4 separate regions of the Mus musculus genome follow, and all the other regions are linked to region 3. A link is a contact called in public Hi-C and promoter capture Hi-C data. All regions are on one chromosome and are shown on one strand. The core of a region is the stretch at or near the end of the contact, and the rest is flanking DNA. Distances in the headings are between cores, read along the strand shown. Region 1 overlaps Mettl9 (methyltransferase like 9). Region 2 holds the start of Eef2k (eukaryotic elongation factor-2 kinase). Region 3 holds the start of Usp31 (ubiquitin specific peptidase 31). Region 4 overlaps Polr3e (polymerase (RNA) III (DNA directed) polypeptide E).

Evidence for each region. Promoter capture Hi-C pulls out the DNA fragments that hold promoters and counts their contacts. A called contact is a pair of places that touch in the nucleus more often than the background predicts.
Region 1: a contact with region 3 is called in a promoter capture Hi-C map of liver, with 2.2 times the contacts expected there. The contact joins the enhancer-like site here to the promoter of Usp31 in region 3. A contact is called at or near these places in 1 of 39 promoter capture datasets (liver), 1 of 484 Hi-C or Micro-C datasets (pancreatic cancer cells) and 3 of 115 datasets of contacts at active chromatin or transcription factors (the 230-238 cell line, astrocytes and stem cell-derived neural progenitor cells).
Region 2: a Hi-C map of CD8 T cells shows a contact between it and region 3, with 2.8 times the contacts expected there. The contact joins the promoter of Eef2k here to the promoter of Usp31 in region 3. A contact is called at or near these places in 6 of 39 promoter capture datasets (the 3T3-L1 cell line, embryonic stem cells, hippocampal neurons and 3 more), 8 of 484 Hi-C or Micro-C datasets (B cells, CD8 T cells, erythroblasts and 4 more), 4 of 115 datasets of contacts at active chromatin or transcription factors (astrocytes, embryonic forebrain, embryonic hindbrain and 1 more) and 2 of 9 other capture datasets (adipose tissue and liver).
Region 4: a promoter capture Hi-C map of embryonic stem cells shows a contact between it and region 3, with 4 times the contacts expected there. The contact joins the enhancer-like site here to the promoter of Usp31 in region 3. A contact is called at or near these places in 3 of 39 promoter capture datasets (embryonic stem cells, hippocampal neurons and pre-B cells), 1 of 15 datasets of contacts at CTCF or cohesin (pro-B cells), 1 of 484 Hi-C or Micro-C datasets (cortical neurons), 1 of 115 datasets of contacts at active chromatin or transcription factors (embryonic hindbrain) and 1 of 9 other capture datasets (liver).

The regions. Positions count from the first base shown.
Region 1 is chr7:121,058,116-121,061,008 of GRCm38.p6, forward strand. The region is part of intron 4 of Mettl9 (methyltransferase like 9); the gene reads left to right. Among named protein-coding and RNA genes, the nearest start is that of Igsf6, 15 kb to the right of the region's middle. Within about 2 kb of position 1,541, at least 49 of the 459 cell types and tissues checked have an H3K27ac peak or open chromatin away from gene starts, as enhancers often do. A contact at or near this core is called in the 230-238 cell line and liver, where this site is marked.
Region 2 is chr7:120,841,425-120,844,124 of GRCm38.p6, forward strand. Eef2k (eukaryotic elongation factor-2 kinase) reads left to right here and starts at 1,407. Exons shown (of 18, transcript NM_007908.4): 1 at 1,407-1,676. It overlaps Gm36449 (a long non-coding RNA gene), which reads right to left and starts at 2,087. Exons shown (of 2, transcript XR_378468.3): 1 at 1,175-2,087; 2 at 1-96.
Region 3 is chr7:121,706,009-121,708,845 of GRCm38.p6, forward strand. It overlaps Usp31 (ubiquitin specific peptidase 31), which reads right to left and starts at 1,434. Exons shown (of 16, transcript NM_001033173.2): 1 at 628-1,434. The coding sequence starts at 1,245.
Region 4 is chr7:120,929,797-120,932,623 of GRCm38.p6, forward strand. Polr3e (polymerase (RNA) III (DNA directed) polypeptide E) reads left to right here. Exons shown (of 21, transcript NM_025298.4): 7 at 1,083-1,190; 8 at 1,465-1,514; 9 at 2,338-2,457. Among named protein-coding and RNA genes, the nearest start is that of Polr3e, 13 kb to the left of the region's middle. Within about 2 kb of position 1,300, at least 5 of the 459 cell types and tissues checked have an H3K27ac peak or open chromatin away from gene starts, as enhancers often do. A contact at or near this core is called in embryonic stem cells, where this site is marked.

The sequences.
Region 1 (2,893 bases), core at 291-2,790, 650 kb before region 3:
GATACTCACTGTGAACTTAATACCACAGTAATCCATAGTTTAAGCTCAGGGGTTTGCACTTTAGGTTATCTTGAAGATGATGGCGCTAATGCTCTTCTGTATTTTAATAAATTAATGTACATTTATATAAAACTTGTTACGCATGCTAATATTTTTAAAGTCTTTTGTCTTTTTACTTTCGAGACAGTCCTCATGTAGCCCAGGCTAGCCTCAAACTTACTGTGTAGCCAAAGATGACCTTGAATTTTTTATCCTCCTGCCTCCACCTCCCCTGTGCTAGGATTTATGTGGTGGTAGAGATCGAGCCCACAGCTTCCTGATGTTTGGCAAATAAAATAGTCTACCAATCAAGTTGTATCTGCAGCTCCTAGTTTTCTAGTTTTAATGCCCAGATTGGACATTTGCTCAGCTCTCAAGTACTTGCAAACATTTTAAAGGAATTCCTTACTATTTTGCAAGTGTTAGAGCCACTAAATACCATGGAAACCCATATTTTAAGGAATAACATTCCTTTTTTTTGTGATTGTGGAACATTGTGGATTTATGTTGCTGTGTGCACATATGCTTCTGAATTCTGTTCTTGACCTTGCTGTTCACCCATGGTCATAGTCCTTCCTTCCTTCTTTCCTTTCTTTTATTTTCTCATTATTTCTTGTTTGTTTGCTTGCTTGCTCATTTTGGAGACAGGTTCCTGCAGCTTTAGCTGGTTTGAAACTCATGACCCTCCTGTTTCAGCTTCCCATATGCTGAGATTTACAGTGGTTAGGTCACCATGCCTCCCTCTGTACTTAATGCTTGCCTGTACATTTGCCAAATCGAAGAGTTTTTGTTGTTAGTATGGAAAATAGGAAATATTCTCTGTCTTGCCCCTCCCCCTGTATGAGTGAGGGGGGGGAGAAGGGGCGGGGGAAAGTGCAGGCAGAGGTTGACATTCCTTGTCTGTCCCTCTTTACTTTTTGAGACAGGGTCTCACTGAACCTGGAGCTTGCTGCTTTATGTCTGAAGGGTCAGATCGCTGCCTGTTTCCTCCCACTGATATTACAGTTCCATGCGGCCTCACCCATCTCCTGTGTGGGCGCCAGGGATCTGAAGGCCAGTCTCATGCTTGGCCATGGAGTCGTCTCCCCATCACTGAGCCATGTTCCCTGATTTTTTGTTTTATTTTGTTTGAGGCAGGGCCTCATGTAATCTGATCTTGCTATGTAACTCAGGGTGGCTTCAACTCCGGATCCTTGTGCTTCTGCCTCTCAAGAAGTGGGTTACAGGTGGGTGGAAATCTGTAGACGTGGGAGGGGAGGGAGAAAATGGATGGAATAAACATGTCCTCGAACTTCTTCCTCTTGCAGTCCATTCCTGTTGTTGAATGGCTTTTCACACTGCTCTAAGTGTGAGTGCAATTTATCATTTGTGTATCGTGTGTGTGTTACACAGTGAAAAGACTCAATAAGTGTCTTCTGGTCGCACCTTGCCACAGTGCCAATCTCTGTGATTAAGCCTGGCTCCATCTCTGCATTGTACTTACTAGTCATTGAATTGTAAGGTTCTGGCTTCCTGTGTCTTGTTGGGCAACCACATGATAGAACTTTAATGCTACTGCTTCCTGGTAAAACAGGAGGAGGAAAAGCAGAAAAACAAAACATCAATCTAACCACAAATTTCATTTCCTTGTGTTTCTGGCAAGAAAAATGGAAAGGAAGTGAAGCTAAACAGCCTTCAGTTAGGACTGAGAACAAGCTCCTTGGTTGTGGGTGTCAGGGTTGCCTGTGGACTGTGAGGAGTCTGCTTGTGGCACGGGACAAATGGGACAAAGCCTTGTTGCTAGGGATGCCCTTTACTGCCCTGTAACGTCTTCAGATCGTCTGCAGCACTGTTGGTGCTGTTACTGCTCCTGTCTTCCAGGCTTAGCCTGATGAGGTCCTGATGATCTCCATGGAAACTGAGGACTGGACACTTGAAGGCACACAGTGCGCTTAGCCTGCTTGGCCTAGTTAATTATTTAACAAAAAGCAATTATAGGTGAAGTGATTACTCTTATTGGGGTTTTTTTTGGGGGGGGCAATCAGTGTCATGCATGTAACTCTAATTTTGTTGTTTAGGCTAACTTAGAAAAAGCAGACTGATATGTTTCTTTTTGATCTGTTTACTTGGTTCCCTCACCTAGGCTTCCTTAAGGGTTGGTTACCAGGTGAGACCTAGTTAGAGAACAGGTTGTAATTAAGGAGAATTATGTTGTACAGTTGAAACTTTAATCATGATTAATTTGTTAAAATCATAATTTTATGCAAAAGTCACTCATGGTAAAAATTGTTTGGGCTGCTTGCAAAAGGGTATGTAATGAAAAATCTTCTCTTACTCTTAGACCCTTTGTGATTTTAGGTCACCTTAAACATGCTTCGAATGTTTCTCTACCTGTATGCAGGTAGACGCCATTAGGAGTAAGTACCTTAGATGCCTTTCTCGACTGACTCATGGCACCTGATTGTTTCTTGGAGTGGATGCAGGGAGTGAGCTGTTAAATAGGATTGTTACTGCTTTAGATTGCTGCTTGGTTGATACTCTTTTTGCAAATTCCATTTTCTTAAGAGTTTAGTATTGAATTTTATATCTGAGTGCTGAGCATCTCTGAGATGATCACACAGAAGACACCCTCGTCTGACTGGCGGTGCCACGCTGGCACTCCTGGTCTTCTCCCATCTCCACTCAGTGCAGCACTGGATTGAATCTGTGACATTCTAAGTGAAAGTGTCTTGAGTTCTTGAGTGTTAACATTACCTTTTTTTTTGCAGTGCTAGGGATTAGACTCATAGTCGCATATGTGTTACACAGTGCTCTTTACTGAAGTATATCCTCAGCCCTTTAAATTTTTTTAAGTGTGTTTGTTTGTATGTGTTGG
Region 2 (2,700 bases), core at 157-2,656, 860 kb before region 3:
CAAAGTGTAGAGGATGTTTCTGGTGTTTTTGCTGGTACAACTTCAAGGTGGTTCAGGTCTTCAGGTCTTTAATCTGAAAGCCCAGGCCAGACAAGCCTGTGGCAGAATAGATATTATGGTGTTTCTCCTGTCAGTAAGTCTATTAACAGTTGCTTTATTAAATGAAATAGATCACACCCTTTCCTAACTGTGTCCCTGGGCAAGATACATTCTTTATAAGTCTCAGTCCTATGATCTGTACAATACAGCTAGTCGTGCCTGCATACCTTATATAGCTGACTGCAGCTGGATGGACAAATAGCTCAAAATGTGCAACTGTTTAGATTTTTACTCTAAAGTATACGGTGAGATATGACCTCAAAGTACACATGCCTGCCTCCACTGGTTTTCAGTCTTTACATCTTCCAAGGGCTACCTTCCTTCCATGCACTGCACCAGATTTGAGTTTTGAGAAAGGGCTTCACCATGTAGCCCAGGCTGGCCTTGCTTTTCTGGGGACTGCAGAGGTCTACCACCATGCCCAAGTTCCCACCCATTAAGCACTATGTGCCAGGCCCTAGGCTCAGAGTTAGGAATACTGTGATTTTTCCCTCCAGAGAGTCCAGGAAGGCTTGACAAAGATTTTTCTTTTTTGTTTTTGTTAAGACAAAGTTTCTCTGTGTAACAGCTCTGGCTGTACTGGAACTCCCTCTGTAGACCAGGCTGGCCTTGAACTCACAAAGATCCTTCTGTGTCTGCCTCCTGAGTGCTGGGATTTGCCACCACCGCCCGGCCCTGATAAAGTTATTAATTAAAAATTATAGAAATAGTTGGAATTGTCAGGTAGGCCGAACTGTATAAATTTAAACCGAATATATGTTTATATACAAATATTAAATTTAAACAAAAATATATAGGTTATATATTAAATATTTACATATACGTGTATAATTTTCTATACTTATATTTATAAATTTATATGTAAATATTAAATACATATGTGCTTACCATGAATTTGGATTCTTTATGAGTTTTTAACACAATTTTTGTTGTTTTGCCCCCTCCTGCTCCTTCGTTACCCCTCCCTCTCTTGAAAGTGTTAAATTTCTTCAAAATTATGTCATGAAATCCTTAAGATTTCCCTTTTTTTTTTTTTTTTTGAGACAGGTTTTCTCAGTGCAGCCCTGGAACTCACTGTGTAGACGACCAGGCTGGCCTTGAACTCAGAAATCCGCCCGCAGTCTGTCTTCCAAGTGCTGGGGTTAAGGGTATGCGCCACCAGACACACAGCATGAAATCTAACGTTAGACCCAGGTGTCTAGGAAGCGTTCAACAGGCGGGGGAGCCAGAAGACAACACGGCGGCTGCATGGAGGTGATGGCCACCCGGGGACGGCCACGTGAGCCCGGGCGTGCGCCCCGTGCGTCAGTCCCGCCCCAGCCCTGGTCCCAGCCTCCAGCCTCCAGCTCCAACCCCAGCGGCAGCAGCCCCAACTCCAGCCCGTGCTCGGCTCCAGCGCTCCGACGTCTTCAGGCGCCCCACTGCGGCTGCGGGCCTGGCTCTCTGTCGCCTGCGCTTTGTACCGGGGATTCTCCTCCCTCCCTGCACCCTGGAGCGCCCGGCCGCCAGCCTTTGCCAGCTCCTTGGGATCCTTGCGGCCGTGGGCAGCAGCTGTCGCGCCTGCCACACTGTGGGAGGTAGGTGACGGGAAGATGGGGAGCCCGCGCGTCCCGCTGCAGCAGCCCCCCGAAAGGCCACTGGGGCGCTTCTCTGGTTGCAGAGCTTCCCCCGAGGCTCAGTGTTTGCGTCTGTAAGGAAGGAAAGAAAGACGTTGGCAAGCGGTGAGCGCAGTTCTGGTTGCACCAGGCAGCGCACGCGGGCCTCCGCCCGGGTCTCCTCTGTGCCTCGGCGAGCCCGCCTGTCCCCCTGAAACGCCCAAGTAACATTTCCCCTCGCCGGGTTCCCCACACTAGAGGCCTATGCGGGCCTCAGTTCTCGGAACCTCGAGGTCTGAGCTGCATACGCCCTTGCAGCATTGTTGGTTGAGGGAGTTGGGGTGTTGGCAGGCGTTGGAGACTTGTGCGCCAAGGGGCTGAGCATTCGTATGCAGTTGGTGGCGCGGGGGCGGGGACCTCCTGGGTGAGCCCTGGGCCAAAACTAGCTAGTGTCGGCTAAGGGGATTGCGGGAAACCTGCCCAGCTGCGCCCTGTGTGTGACTGATCGCGTGCGTTTCGGAAGAGTGAGATCTGACTTGGGAATTCTCCTTGGGGGAGTATTTCTGCGTCCTCCGCGATGAGGCGCTCCCTGGCTTGGGACCACTGAACAGATATTACGGAGGAGAAAGCCGAGGTCCAGAGTGGACCCCAGATCCTCAGAGGCCAGGTAGGGAATGTAGAGTAAGTAAACAAGGATTGTGAGTGTAGGGGTTAAGAGTGAAGTTTTGGGAAGACTTCCCGGGGAAGGTGCTGTTTGCTCTGTGAGGAGGACGAAGCCAGTGGAGGGAGTGGGTCCAGGCCGTGTTCAAACCCCGACCTTAGACAGCTAGCTCTTCACCCCTCTCTGCTGCGGCAACAGTTCCTGGGAAAGGAAGGCTAGCGGGGAGCGACTCCTTTGTTCCAAAGAACTGGGTTCTTTTGAGAGTCTGAGCGCGTTAGGCGTGACTTTCCTGAATGGCTCATGCCACGCTGTTTCACAAACATAGTATTTTCAAACCTTTTACCC
Region 3 (2,837 bases), core at 184-2,683:
TCCTCTTAGTGCACACGGGCAGCTGCAAGCCAAGGGCCAGGACCACCTCCTCCATCTATTACATCATCAAGTTCTGCCTTCTTCAAAGTACTATCTGATAACACCTGGTTCATTGTACTTAAGAATAGAAAGAAAAAAAAAAAAGCACTAAGCATGAACGGTACTAACATAGCTAAAGCACTTTATGTATCACACTGAACCCGCTAGAAGTGCCCAAACTGGGTAATCTCGCTGTCCAACGTAACCTGTCAACTTGCTAAACGTAAGTACCAGGTAAACGGGAGCATAAAGAGGCTCAGTGGTTTACTACTTAAGAAGCAGAAGCCGGATTCGAACCCAGATGGATAGATACTCTCCCACCAATACCCGCTCCAAAGATTGAAGTTCCATGAAGGCAGGGTCTTGGTCCTGGCAACATCCATCCCCAAGGCGGATCACAGGACCTGGCGCCCATGTTCTGGCGCTCGGAAGCCAAGCTGGCTGGATGAATGGTGGGAGGAATGCGTTCCTTTGTCATCTGGGTTATCTTCCAGAACTCTCTGAGCATCCAGCGCAGAAATCCTCCCGGCCCGAAGAGGAGGAGCCCAAGAAGCGCCCGAGCTCCAAGGCCCCCCGCCCCGGGCTCACCTTGAAGTCGCGGCTGTGTTGCGGGGTGTACTCCAGCGTCCAGAGCGCCCGCACCAGATGCGCCAGCTGCTCGGTGACCTCGCCCTGGCCGTGCGGCCCGCGGCCCGCCGGCTGCTCCGACTCCGGCTCTGGCTCCGGTCGGCCCGCCCGGTACTGGCCCAGAGCCAGGTACTCGGCGAAGAGCTCGGTGTTACTGAGGCACTGCAGCGTGGCGTTCATGAAGCACGTGTTGCCGTGGTTGCGGAGCCCCGCCACGCCGGGCACCGGCTCCGAGGCGCAGGCGGGAGGCGCGGGCGAGGCGGGCGGCGGCGGGCACGGCGGCGGCGTGGGCGCGGAGGCCGGCCCGGGCGGGAAGCAGCTGCGGAGGCCGCCGCGGTCCGGGGCGGCGCCCTCGGAGCTGAGGTGCGAGAGCGTGGACAGCGTCTTGAGGACGCGGCTCATGAAACTGCCCACCGAGCGCGCCGACGACGGCGACGAGGGCGCGGCCGGCCCGGGGCCGCCAGCGCCGCCGCCGCCCCCCGCGCGGCCACTCCGGAACAGCCGCTTGCTGAACGAGCGCTTCTCCTTCCCGCCCGCCGCCACCGGCGGCCCGGGCCCGGGCGCCGTTACCTTGGACATGGCGGCGGTTGCCGACGCTCATCACCGCGCCAGTCCGCCCGGACCGCGACTCCGCCACGGCCGCCGCCGCATCCCGCCGCCTGCGCCTCACCCGGCCCGGGGGGCTTCACGCCCTACACCACCTCAGAGCGCCGCGGAGAGAGCGAGCAAGAGAGCGGCGACCGAGGGGCGCGCGTGCGTCGCGCGGCCGCCCAAGTGGGCAGCTCACGTGACTCGCTGGCATCGCAGCCCCGCCCCGCACTGAAGCTGCGAGGCCGCCATATTGACTGTGGGAACAGCTCTCTCCCTGAACCCTGATTCAAGGACTCCCTCGGCTTAGGGCGTGGTTCTGCGTGTTGAAGCTCAAGACTGGCCATGTTTAGTATGGGCACGGTCCTAAACGTTAGGGCAGGCGCTGGATGGTGGATTTTAGGGGTGGGTCTCTGTCTTTGCTTGTCAAATAGAAAAGATCTAGAGAAAGTACTGAAATCAAGCTGCCACGTACCAGGTGGCAGAGGAGCTGATAGATACAGCTTTGTCTTGTCCCAGGCGGGTTAACTCAGCCTGGCTCCCGAGGGACTGCCGCGTACCCACCCGAACGTGGTCACGGAGCTGGCACATTCTGGTGGGCTTTTCTTTCAGGATGTACCTTGAGGTCTCAGCAAAGTAATATTATTAGAATTGCCTTGCTGAAAAGTTTTGTAAAATACAGCCTTTAAATCCTCTGAGCTCTCCCTTTAATCACTCAATAAACTGAGCATTTGCTCATTCATTCATTCAATCATTCATTCATCCATCCATTCATTCAGTAAATATAGCAACTGAACACTTGCTGTTTGCCAAATACTGTACTAAACTCTAAGGATACGACAAGACTGAAACTAACTGAGTTTCTGCTTGCCTTCCTATAGTGTACACTCTCAGTAGGTATTCATTCATGATTACCTCTGTATTCCACACACTATGCCAATCATGGAATACCTTCCTTGGTTTTCAGTTCAGTGCCTTTGACATCTCATTTAAACCCAAGTTTGGCTCAAAGACTTAACCTTTAAACCAAGGGTCACAGATGCACTACTATCGCAGAGGCTAGATAGGTCATAGCAATGAACAAAGAATCCTGGTGAGGGGTCGGTCATCTGCTGATCAGGTCATACTTCACATATCTTGGGAATACAAGAAATGTTGTGGACAGCGGCAACCTGCTAATTAACATTCTTCTAAAGAGATGGCTTTCGCTCACCTCCAGTCAGTTGTTCCCATGTGAGAATGAGGGCTTAGTGTTGCCAGATCAGCTGATTTTTAGAGAAAAGGTGGAAATTCTATTTTTAAATGTTGGTTCAATTTTTTTTAAAGGAAAAAAAACTGCATGGGAGAACAGCGTGCATTAAGGCTGCCTACTACTCAAAATCCACTGGTTTCTGACCTTCTCTTTGTATGTTCTCTTTGCTAAGAGATGAGCCTGAGCCCTGGTTACTGCAAAAAACAGATAATGGGAAAGAAAGCCCATAACATTTTAAAGATAGAAAGGCCACCCTACACCCATCTCAAAGCAAATAGTTTTGGCCTCTAGATTTCTACTCAATACTAAATATGGTATCCTGTAATGATGC
Region 4 (2,827 bases), core at 50-2,549, 780 kb before region 3:
GCACATCTGTTGGCTGCTCAAGGTACTACATTCAGCACTTGGGCTTTGCAAAGCAACGAATGACAGGCTCTGAGAAGAGAGGAGACATTCCGAAGTGTATCACTAGTGCTCACCTTTAACCCCAGCACTCGGGGGCAGAGGCAGGGCGTCTGGTATATTACACGGTACGTCCAGGACTTCTAAGGCCATGTAGGGAGATCCTGTCTCAAGAATCCTGTTGTCGTCCATAGCTACTGTCTTGTTCTGAACTACAGCTCAATGCTGCAACACTACCCACCCTCCTGCCCCCCGCCCCCTTTTTTTTCTTTTTCTTTTTTTTTTTGAGATAGGGGTTTCTCTGTAGTCCTGGCTGTCTTGGAATTCACTCTGTAGACTAGAGTGGCCTCAAACTCAGAGATCCACCTGCCTCTGCCTCCCAAGTACTGGGACTAAAAGTGTGTGCCACCACTGCCTGCTCATCTGTTGTTAGATTTATTATGTCTGACTGCTTTGTCTGCACGTGTGTATGTACATTGCTTGCGTGCCTGGTGCCTGCAGAGTCCAGAATTGGAGTTAGGAGTGCTTGTGAGGGGCCGTATTTGTGCTAGGAATCAGATGTGGGTCCTCTTGAAGAGCAGTAAGTGCTCTTAACTGCTGATCCATCTCTCCAGCCCAGGAAGCTATAATCCTTGCAGCCAGAGACATATTAGTTAAAGGCTATGCTGTCCTCTAATGGACTCTGGTAGGGTCTGGCAACAGCACTATAGCAGAGCCCAGAGGGAAGAGTGGGTGAGTTGTGCATTGTGGATAGAGGGAGCAGTAGGCATGAGGTTGGAGACATGACATGGCAGAGAGTGTAGAGAGGCAAATCTCAGGAAGTAGCCTTGAGCAGAATCAGGCTCCTGCTCTGGGCGTGCTTAGTGTGTCTAGTTGGAAACAGCTCCTGACCTGGTCTCCTGAAGAGGCTAAATTGGAATTGGAGTTGGCTTGGTGTTGTAACAGTGAGTGTAGGCCTTCTGGGGGACTTGGTGTTTCCTTTGAGCAAGTTGGGTATGTCGGCTTTGGGTTGTAGCGGCATGTTCAAACCCTTCTTCTTTTGCCAGGTGAGCTCCACCTGACACCTTTACATGGCATCCTACAGCTTCGGCCCAGCTTCTCCTACCTTGATAAGGCAGATGCCAAGCACCGAGAGAGGGAGGCAGCCAATGAGGGTGAGCCTGCTGACAGCCTGTGGTCTGAATGAGCTCACGTGAGCACTTGACAGAGATCAGGTGGTGGGATTCTTACTGACATGCCAGGCCCTTGCCTACTAAATACCACATCTGGGACAACCAAAAAATGTCCCCACAGATGGCCAGACATCACCTGAGGATTAAACTGCTCCAGTTGAGAGCAGGGCCCCTTGCTTGGCGCTCTTGAGGGAGGGTTATGTTGGGGCAGAATGAGCAGTCCCAGTAGAGACTGTACTGACAGCTTGCTTTGCAGCAGGGGATTCTTCTCAGGACGAGGCAGAAGAAGACGTTAAGCAGATCACGGTGAGCTCTGGCCCTGGGCAGGAGGGAGCAGCATGTATGGAAAAAGCAGGGTCCGAGCTAGCAGAAAGGACTTCCCCATCTGTGGGAGTAACAGATGCACAGTATTGTTGACCCCCTCCCTGCTCCCCAGTCTGCTGCCTGGAGGAAATAACTACCCCCGCCCATCTGTTGAAACTGGGATAGCCTGGTTCTGTATAGTTGCTGGGATCCTGGGGTGTGGCCAGAATTGCCTGGAAACAGGAAGGTACAGCCCAGGATCCCCAGTGAAGTCACAGAGGCTCAAAAAAATCTCATGTTAATTACCTTTGTGATTCTGCATATTTAAATAGTGGTTACCTTACCAACAAGTTTGACTTTGGAAGATTTAGATAGAATATTAGTCTTCCACTCAGGATGCATGAAGTCCCTCCTATTTATGTATATGTAGTTTGCAATAACCATTGAAAGAAAATGCTGCGCAGTAATGTCACAGCTGGCACAGAAATGCCTATAGAGTTTGCACACCCTGGTAGACCGTCCTCTCCTGAAGTGATGTAACAGAGCTCAGGCTTCAGAGGTTGTCCTGTTCTCAGCAGTGGGTTGGCTAGCCGTTAAAACCTCCTGTACCTTCGTGGGTAAATGCCTTCATCTGAAAAGATATGTGTTGGCACCCATGTGGCCCAGCTGGAAAGCCTTGGCCAGGGCAGACAGAAGCAAGAAAATACCAGTTTGCATTAGTATCCCAGAGGCTGAATTCCAAAAGCAAAGTGGGAGGGGGTTCAATGGTTTGGTAAGATCTTTGGGGGCCACAGATGTGGGGGTGTGACCTCTCCCTTCTTCACAGGTACGGTTCTCCAGGCCAGAGTCCGAGCAGGCTCGCCAGCGCCGCGTGCAGTCCTATGAGTTCTTGCAGAAGAAGCATGCAGAAGAACCCTGGGTCCACCTGCACTACTATGGCATGAGGGTGAGACAGCGCAGGATCTGGGGGAAGAGCCCTGATGCCCAAGAGCCGCTTATCTCACTTCTAGCTCACCCTGTCTATGGCCACTTTGCTATACCCTAGAGAGCATCACGTGTGTGAGCAGTTTGCATCTTGCCATATCTCACTTAGCAGGTGTCATAAAGAGTGGGAAGCAGAGAGCTCCTGTTCCAGTTAGAGGTTTAGCCCCCTAAGCTGTAGGTACAGTAGGGGTGGCATTTGGTTAGGGTTTTTGATGTACCCTGGATGGTGACTGCAAGCTAGACACGTCATCTGGGGTCCCACTGGAGAATCTACTGTCTGTCACATACTCTGGCTACTGCCCACCTATCCAGGGTGAGTTTGAATATATTTG